2 separate regions of the Danio rerio genome follow, and region 2 is linked to region 1. Evidence: chromatin contacts called from public Hi-C data. All regions are on one chromosome and are shown on one strand. The core of a region is the stretch at or near the end of the contact, and the rest is flanking DNA. Distances in the headings are between cores, read along the strand shown. Region 1 overlaps LOC141386347 (a long non-coding RNA gene). Region 2 overlaps shq1 (SHQ1, H/ACA ribonucleoprotein assembly factor).

What was found. Hi-C and Micro-C count contacts between places; a contact is called where the count stands out from the background.
Region 2: a contact with region 1 is called in a Hi-C map of fibroblasts, with 5 times the contacts expected there. The contact joins two enhancer-like sites. A contact is called at or near these places in 11 of 18 Hi-C or Micro-C datasets (caudal fin, embryo, fibroblasts and 3 more) and 1 of 4 datasets of contacts at active chromatin or transcription factors (caudal fin).

Annotation. Positions count from the first base shown.
Region 1 is chr6:46,502,156-46,506,797 of GRCz12tu, reverse strand. LOC141386347 (a long non-coding RNA gene) reads left to right here. Exons shown (of 3, transcript XR_012408176.1): 2 at 1,460-1,646; 3 at 3,590-4,642. Among named protein-coding and RNA genes, the nearest start is that of prok2, 62 kb to the right of the region's middle. Within about 2 kb of position 1,542, at least 3 of the 62 cell types and tissues checked have an H3K27ac peak or open chromatin away from gene starts, as enhancers often do.
Region 2 is chr6:46,661,854-46,666,636 of GRCz12tu, reverse strand. It overlaps shq1 (SHQ1, H/ACA ribonucleoprotein assembly factor), which reads left to right. Exons shown (of 12, transcript NM_001080600.2): 8 at 3,004-3,161; 9 at 3,995-4,048. Among named protein-coding and RNA genes, the nearest start is that of shq1, 20 kb to the left of the region's middle. Within about 2 kb of position 2,561, at least 23 of the 62 cell types and tissues checked have an H3K27ac peak or open chromatin away from gene starts, as enhancers often do.

The sequences.
Region 1 (4,642 bases), core at 293-2,792:
GCATGACTGGCAGACAGAATTGTTACTAATTCTCTTAATTTTGCAATGAGTGACTTTGCATTGGAACCCTCTCTTTATCACGTTTAATGCAAGCGCTTTATCATTTCAAGTAATTACCACTCAGCAAATGCTTTCTCGTTGCCAGCCAGTGCAATGTGTAATCATTCCTGACCCACTCGCTGATCTGCTCCTATTAAGTATCTGAACTGCATAATGTGAGGCCCTGACCGCTAAATAATTAATGAGAATAAATTGCACCAAATGCAACCTCCATTTATCTGAGTGCTAATAACTTAGATTTTAACCGCCTGGCTCCAATGTCACGGCTGGCCAGCCAATGTGTACAAGTCCAAAACAAACACACACATGCAAAGATATATATTAGTGCTTCTCTCTTCATTAACTGTGCAAATATGAATTCATCACTCTGTGAATGCATAGCCACTTAAAGTAAGCAATTTATTGTTGGGTGTAGCTTTATTTGACCATGTTTAGATTGGAATTTCACGTCGGTGTAGACAATTACAGTATAAATGATGTTGTGGGAGCATTTGGATGGTTTTCATATTTGTTACAGTACAGTCAATTCAAAATGCTTGATTAAAAAAACAAATAATATTTTTTTCTTTCTTTCGGTGAGTTTGTTTCTTTATTTCTTTCTGCATGTTTGTTTTATTTCTTTTTTCTTTCTTTCTGTTTTTTTTGTCTGTTCGTATTTTTGCTGGTTTCTTTCTTTTTTCTTTCTGTTTGTTTGTTTCTTTTGTTCTTTCTTTCTTTTTACTTCATTTCTGTTTGTTTCTTTTTTCTTTTTTCTATCTGTTTGTTTCTTTGTTTGTTTGTTTTCTTTCTGTTTGTTTGTTTATTTGTTTGTTTGTTTGTTTCTTTTTGTTTCTTTCGTTTTTCTTTTTTTCTGTTTGTTTATTTGTTCTTTCTTTCTTTTTTCTTTCTTTCTTTCTTTCTTTCTTTCTTTCTTTCTTTCTTTCTTTCTTTTTTCTTTCTTTCTTTTTTCTGTTTGTTTGTTTTTGGTTGTTTCTTTTTTCCTATTTTTACTTTCTCTTTCAGTCATTCTCTTTCTTTCTTTCTTTCTTTCTTTCTTTCTTTCTTTCTTTCTTTCTTTCTTTCTTTCTTTCTTTCTTTCTTTCTTTCTTTCTTTCTTTCTTTCTTTCTTTGTTTTCTAAAGAGAAAAGCATATTTTACCATTTTAAAAATATATTTTGCGTGTATTAATTCATGATTTATATATGTATTTTTATATTGCAATACGTATATCAGTGAATTCAAATCTGATAATTATGATTTCAATCACCACCACCACCACCACCACCACCACCCTTTTACAAGTATTAGGAACACAAATAGCACCATTTTCTTAGAATGAGCCCAAAACGTTTGTATTTCTGTGAAGTAGAAGTTGCTCCTCATTCATGTATGGTCTCTCTTTCTGTCTCTGTTGTATAAGGTAATGCAGTTGCAGGATAAGCAACACCGTTATTCATGCAACATCGCGGGCCATAGGAACAAGCAGAGCAGCCTACTCTATATGAGTTTCCATGTGAGTCATATCCAAAGTAAACTTCTCCGAACCTCGGCCAAGAAGGTCTCATGAGTTGGGAAAGAGGTGGAGACAAAGAGAAGGAAAAGACGAGGTAAGGCAACATAAACTCATTCACCGCTTCCTCGGGGGGATGAGGGTTGTTTGTGCAGCGGTCGGCTTCTGTGAGGGTGGCCTTACTCTGTCATCTTCAAACATTTTCAACAAGCCAAGAAGAGGATGTTATCTTTTTAAGCCTTGTTACATGATGAAGACGAAGATAAGATGAGCTCATTCATAATACAGGTTTTCACAGCAGTATCGTAGAAGACTATCCGCTATTGCTGTCTTAGTTAATACTGCAAGTTTAAAGGTTGGAAATTACAAGGACATTTTGTGTCTGAATGGTAAAGTAGGGTTAGGTCATAATCATTTACGTACATTGATTTAGTATATTTATAGTAAATCTTAATAATCAATCATCTGTTCAACTGCAACCCCATCATCACAATTACTGCAGAAGACCTATTGGAACCCATGTGGACCCAAGATTCTCACAGAAATCAGTCAAGTTTGATTAAGGGGAAATCATGTTTTGGGGTTACATTCAGTATGGTGGAGTACGAGAGATCTGCAGAGTGGATGGCGACATCAACAGTCTGAGGTATCAAGACATTTGTGCTGCCATTACAATACAAACCACAGGAGAAGGCAAATTCTTTAGCAGGATAGCGCTCCTCCTCATACTTCACAGTTCCTGAAAGTAAAGAATGTCAAGGTGCTCCAGGATTGGCCAGCCCAGCCACCAGACTTGAACATTATTGAGCATGTCTGGGGTAAGATGGAGGAGGCATTAAAGATGAATCCAAAGAATGTTAATGAACTCTGGGAGTCCTGCAAGAACCCTTTCCTTGCCATTCTAGATTACTTTTTTAAAAAGTTATGTCAGTCCTTGTGGAAATGTATGGATGCAGTCTTCCAAGCTCATGGGAGTCATACACAATATTAATTCTTTTTTCACTGCAGCATGACTTTATATTCTATACTGTATATTATTTCTGTTAAGTGACAAGACTTTTGTCTTTGCAAAGTCAGACCTTACTGTTCTAATTAAGTAATTGAAAATCAAGGCATGATGATCATATTTTATTTTGGTTAAATAAGCGTAATCTAGAGGCCTTTGCCTTTTATATAAGCCACTTCTGATACTAAATGATCAACTAGAAGTCATTATTATGAAGATCTTAGTTGTTGTTCCTGAAACTTGGTTATGCAAAAAGACTTGTGACTATATCTGTGTGTCAAATATGTTTTAAGTTAATAACTGTTATTTATAAACGCGTGGTAAACTGCTGGCAACACATGCATATGTACATCTGCACGTTTCATTGTTTGTGCAAGTTGTTTACATTTTTGGCTATTTTACTATTGATAATTGAAATAACTTAAATAATTTGGCAAAGTGACATTGAACCTGGTCAGGACCTGCAAAGAACTACAGTATCATGCACAAATACCACAAGTGCAATTAGAAAGATGGCTTCTTATGCTTTCAAATCACTATTATTAGACTTCAGTCATGGGAGAAATGGTCATGCCCAACTGAGCCTGGTTTCTCTCGAGGGTTATTTCCTTCACTTTCGCCTGTTGGTGAAGTTTGTTCCTCGCCGCTGTTGCCACTGCATTGTTCGGGACTGAACTCAACTGAAACTGAACTTCAACTGTGAAAACTGGACTGACACTGTTTCAATTTACTATAATCTTCTATGCGAAGCTGCTTTTACACACTCTACATTGTCAAAGTGCTATAGAAATAAAGATGAATTGAATTAGGGACATAACCTAAAATCCAAAAATCTCCCATTTTAATTTAACGGAGTCTAGCATCCCTGCAGATTTTCAGGTCTTCCTTTATTTCTCTCATTATTTGTATCTACTTTCTTTGACAGTACAGTCAAACTTTTCCCTCACCGAGTCTCTCTGCAAGCTATCAGTAATATGATAATAAGAAATGTGATGTGATTTTGCCCAATGCTGACCGCATTATTCTTCGACCAGCTCTGACCTTTGATGGGAATGGATCTTATCATCTCCGGGCGCCGCCTCTCTTGGGAGCCTTTGGGATTTCACAGGCATACCAATCATCTGCTGTCCAACGGAGGGAAGCTTCAGGAGACCATTATGCTTACAATATTGGTGGAGAGTTATGGCTCTACTTTGTATTTAGGCTCTCTGGGTTACATTTATCTTTTTTATCGCAGTTGCATTTATTCTCCCACGTTGGAGTCAGCCTTTATAGTTTGAAACTCACTTTTATCCTGTTAAGTAACCCACAAATAACCATTTTGGGGTAATTCTCATACAATAGAAGTCTTTGCATTACAACACTCATGCAGATCACATGACAATATATGAATACTAGAGTTTGCATTTATTTTTTATTATAGTTTGAAATGATATCTACTCCCTAAAAGCTGGTTTTGAGCCGCTGCGTTATTGCTTTCCAAGATGAGAGAGGCTACGGGGGTCAATGTGAAATGACATGCAGAACGGCGCACACTCATTGTGAGCTCTGTCGAGGGCCCCTCGATAGATTGTGTGAGGATTTGCAGAAACTTTTGGCAAGGATGATGGCTGTCTGAAATATCAGAACCTAGAAGCAATGCGTTATGCCAACCTGCCAGCTGGCATGCCTGCTTTTGTAGTAACTCTACAGAGTAAAAGTTTCACTGTAATGCCAAGATGGTTGAAAGGGGATCAAATATAAATATTAGCTTTCTAGAACAATGCAATTCCATTTGATGTCAGAGTGAGCTGATTTTAATTAACAGGCTTACATAGTTTTTGATCAATGCAGTACCACAGCATTGTTCTTTGTTTGATTTTTCTTAATTAATAATGGAGAATACTCATTTATTGTAAAATAAATGAAGTGTGTGAAAGTCAATTAGTGTTTTACTGATTGGTGAAAGTATGGGTTTAAATTTTGTTTGTACTGTAGGGTTGCTTTATTTCCCCCCTATTTTTCCACTGCACTTGTTTTATTCTCCCACCACCTATTTCAATATCCTGAAGAATGTCATTATTCCATGAAAAAGCTGATGGCAGAGA
Region 2 (4,783 bases), core at 1,312-3,811, 160 kb before region 1:
TAATTTGAGCTTTGGAAATGTGTCAAGTAATCTCAAATAAAACAAATTCATTATTGATGCCTATAAACTGTGAGAACGTCTGTAGATGAAGTTACTTTAGGAAATCTAGATGTAGTTATGAGTTAATTGAACAAAATCAGTAAAGTTAAGTCACGGTAATCCATTTTTATTTTGAAGTAGAGACAAGCTGTCATAACCTTTTGTTGGTCTTGGTGGAGCTCAAGATTTATTTAAAATGTCCCAGCACCTATTTTTGATGAAACAAAACTGCATGGTGGCCGATGATGGTGCTGTTTTCCTATATCTCTTTGCTGTCTAAGTCTTAATAGCTTTGTGTGAAGAACAAGCCAATTCATTGACACTGACATATGTTCAAATCTGGCTGCTTCACAATACATGAGAACTCCTTTGTTTTCGTACAGCTGGAAATGCAATTCACTCGGCACCATGGAAGAAAAATGAGGAGGAGGTGAAGAAAATGCACACTTAATTGGTTCTCTTGTGTATTGTCTGTAGGCTAGCTTTGAAATAAGGCAAGATTTTTAGTTACGCATACACTAGTATTAGGAGAATCATTGAAGACTTTTATTTCATATTAGAACACTATTGTTGTTATTTATGTAAAAGCAGCCCTGTTGGGGATATATATATATAATAAATCAGTGTCTCTTAACCATGTTCCTGAAAGACCACCAGTTCTGCACATTTTCCATGACTGTTTTTCATTCCAAGAACGCAGAGAACCGATTTGTATGGAGTCAATCTAGGGCTATATATACTTGACAAATAAAAAAAGTTTTGCAAACAAAAAATAAAGTAATGAGCAAAAATTTAATGCAATCTCCAAAAATCGCAAAGCAAAAATATTTTTTGAGCAATAAAAATTAAATTTGCTACTAAAAAAAGAACTGCAAATAAACATCAAACAGTACAGAAAAACTAAAATATCTGCCAAAAAAAAAAAAAAAACACCTTGATGATACTTTGTCTCCAGCTGATGATGTTGCTTAAGTGAAAGCAACGTAAAGTGCAAAGAGAAAACAGCATCGCAAACTCACGATTGACTAAAAGCTAATCAAAATGAGCATCGCAATTGACTTAATGGTTTTTGTAAAAATTTGTAAACAAATTTGAATACGAATTTCAACAAATAAACACCCTTAATTTGTTTATACCTTTTATTAAGATTTTTTATGGTAATGTTTACTTTCACTGGTGCATTTAGGGAAACTCTTGAGATAAATAAGATATATCTCTGAACTTTAATATTAAATCTATATGAAATGCTGTGCTTCCCACCTCGCAATGACTTCTGGGGCATCTAGAGCGAGTTCAGTGCTCAAATCTGCATCGACGCATCCTCGATACCAAGAACACATCCGGGAATGTCTTGCGTTCTTGAGTTTTGAAACTAAACTTTGATGGTTAAAGATGATGTCACATGAGGACGCAATATTGCTGAAGAACGCATATTGAGAAACGGCCCATGTGTCCTTAACCAAACACATCTGATTCAGATCAGCTCAATAGCAGAGACTCAGAGAGTTGTAATGACTGTGACAAAGCATGCAGCGTTGGTGATCCTCTTAGAACGTGGTTGAGAAACAGTGCATTAAATGATGTCACCTAATTTTGAGTTATGTCATTTTTTTTTATTTTTCGAATGGGTTTTAATGTTATTCATTTGACATTTTAAGTCATCATCATTTTTATGACTTATTTATTTACTTATTTATGTGGAGAAAATAGGTTTTCATGCCATATTCCAAATTGGCTCACCTTTCATTGCATATCAAGATGTGTAGATGTATTTGATTTCAGACTTATTTTGGAGCATGTTTTTGGAGAATATGCAAACTCCACACAGAAATGCCAACTGACCCAGCCGGGGCTCGAACCAGCGACCTTCTTGCTAGATTATGTACAACTAATATCAGTGAGTAATGCATTTAGATTAAACTTAAATCTGTCAGATGATTTGAGATTGCTTGGAATGCACAGGCTTATTTTATTTATTTTTAGCTACATCTATCCACCTGTGGTGTTTTCTTTGGCATGGATTTTCACAACCCCTGGTCACCTTTTACTTGTAATGTTTTGAATAGAGCAGCATGATCTTACACGTTTGGAATGAAGGTGATTTGTGCAGTGTTAAGAGTTCAGTTACACACACACACACACATACACACATACACACACACACACACATACACACACACACACACACACACACACACACACACACACACACACACACACACACACACACACACACAAAGCTGCCAGTGAGTATTTACAGACAGACATGGTGTAATATAAAGAGAAGACTAGAGCAGGGGTGGAGCTGAACTCCCTCCTGAGCTCCTGGTTTTGGTCTCCCAAGAGTCTGTGTTTCCTGCCAGGCAAAGGCAGCTGTGTTAGAGGGTAAATCAGGTAGAGGAGGAAAATGGTGGAGCTGTTTAGTCGTCATGTCGCTGGAATTCAGCAGCTCCCAACAGAGCCAGAAGTCGACCTCTGCCAGCACTAGCTTTAAGTCTGTGTGTGTGTGTGTGTATGGACATGCAAGCATGCACACGAGGGCCTCTATCAGGGGCAGGGCTGCAGCCAAGCAGGGGATCACTTTCAGCTGCTACTAAAGTGCTGACTTGCCCTTTTCTTCCTCTCTCTCGCTGCCCTGCCTTCAACTCCTTCCTCCCTGGTGCAGTATCAAGTCAGTTTAGGGCATCAATCAAGCTCTGTAACTAAGCTCTTCCCGTGCAGTAACTTTACTATGCTTCAAAAGCCTCGCCTCCGACTCTGATTTAAAAATAATTGTGGGGAACATGCTTTTGTTTCTTAAATCTCTCAGAGGAGCAGAGGCATCCATCATTCCCTTGCTGGAGCACTGCCATTAAACTTGTTTTTCAGGGTGAATTTGTCAGATATCGGCTTTGACTGTATCTCCCTGAGATAACTTGATGAACAACAATGAATGTCTCTCTTTCTCTGTCTCTTTACCTCCAGCTATGACTTTCACAGAAGAGGAAAGGGAGCAGATGAGGAGATTCACAAACCGCTCGTACTTGCTGGATAAGAAAGCGCGCTTTCATGTCTGGTTGGGTTTGGTGGACATCATCTTGGCGTACGTCTATGATGTGCGCACTACAGAGGGAGAGCACAATGTAAGTGCACCTTTGAATGCCACAGACATCTCTCTGCGAGTAAGTGGGTTTGGCGTGCCCAAGTTGGCATTTTCACATGCAACAAAGCTCCAGGAAGTTAATACATTCCTGTAATGTTTTCCAGACAGTCGCAAGAATCTTTTTGGTGTGTGATGCACATGGCTGTAATTGTATGGAAAATATGAAAACCGTTGTTCTGTTTTAAAACGCGGCTTCTGAATCTGAAGTGATCAAATGTTGCAAGGGCGTCGGTTGTGAAGGGGTCTGTTGGATCGGCTCCCAAACTTTCGACATATGTTAGAAGTGCACTGGAAATCTGGGCTTTGATTCAATAAAAATAGCTAGAAAACATATCAGACCTTCTTAAAACATTCTCTTGTCTAAAGTGATACATTCAGCTATGGAGCTGTGGCTTACTGGTTAGCGCTAGGGATCACTGAAGCATGGTGCTTGTGTGATTGACTACAGTTTTTAATCCAGTGTCGTTTCCTGTCAGTGTAATTTTTTTTAACCCGATTGACTAAATTAAAAGGTAACACTTTATTCTGATGGTCCATTTGAGTATCAGTAGAATGTTTGCTTAATATCTGCTTATACTGCTCCTTTAAAACACATTTAACTGGCTATAAGAAACCTTGCAAGTACATGTCAACTTACACTAACCCCAACAGTCTACTTAAAATGTAATGGGAATGTTTTGCAATGCAACTAAAATTCAACAAACGGACCATCAAAATAAAGTGTGACCAATGAAAAAGTACATAGGGTCAAATAAAACACAATAGTTTTTTTTTTTTTTAATTTTTTATCACTGACACTGTTGTGATTTGCAGGTAGAGTCAGCATGGACCATCAGGAAGCTCAGTGGGACTCTCAGCTGGCTGGAGGTATGTTCCTTAATTAGCACATCAAAACATCATGGAATGTAAAAACAGGCGAATGGGAAGGATGATTTAAAGTTATAATTTACCCTTAAATGAAAATTTACACTGCATTCTAGTCTAAAAAACTATTTACTCTCCCTCAAGTGGTTCCAGACCTGGGTTTAAGGGCCTACATATACTCATCAGCCAATTTATTACATTTGCCTGTTTAACTGCTCGGTCATGCATATAACTATATGCATATATAAAGCTATATATAGTTTAGCTATATATAAAGTCTGTATAATCTGTTGAAGGTTCAGACTGAGCATCAGAATGGGGAAACAATATGATTTAAAGGGATCATTTACCCAAAAATAAAAGTTTACTGTCAGTTCTACTCTAAAAAAAAACAATTTACTCTCCTTCAAACCTGAGTTTCTTCTTTTGTTGAACACTAAAGAAGATTTTGAAGAACGCTGATAACCTGTAAGCATTGACTTCCATAGTATTTATTGTTCCCACTGGAAGTCATTGTTTAAGCCTTCTTCAGGATATGTTATTTTTTGTTCAACAGAAGTCAAACAGATGTGAACAGATAAAGCATGTAAATGATGACAGAATTTTCATTTTTGGGTGAACTATTCCTTTAAGGTGTGCTAGTCTGCGAATTTCAGAAATTGTTGATCTGGGATTTTCACACACAGCCATCTTAATGTCAGAGGTCATAGGAGTATGGACAGACCGGTCAAGCTGATC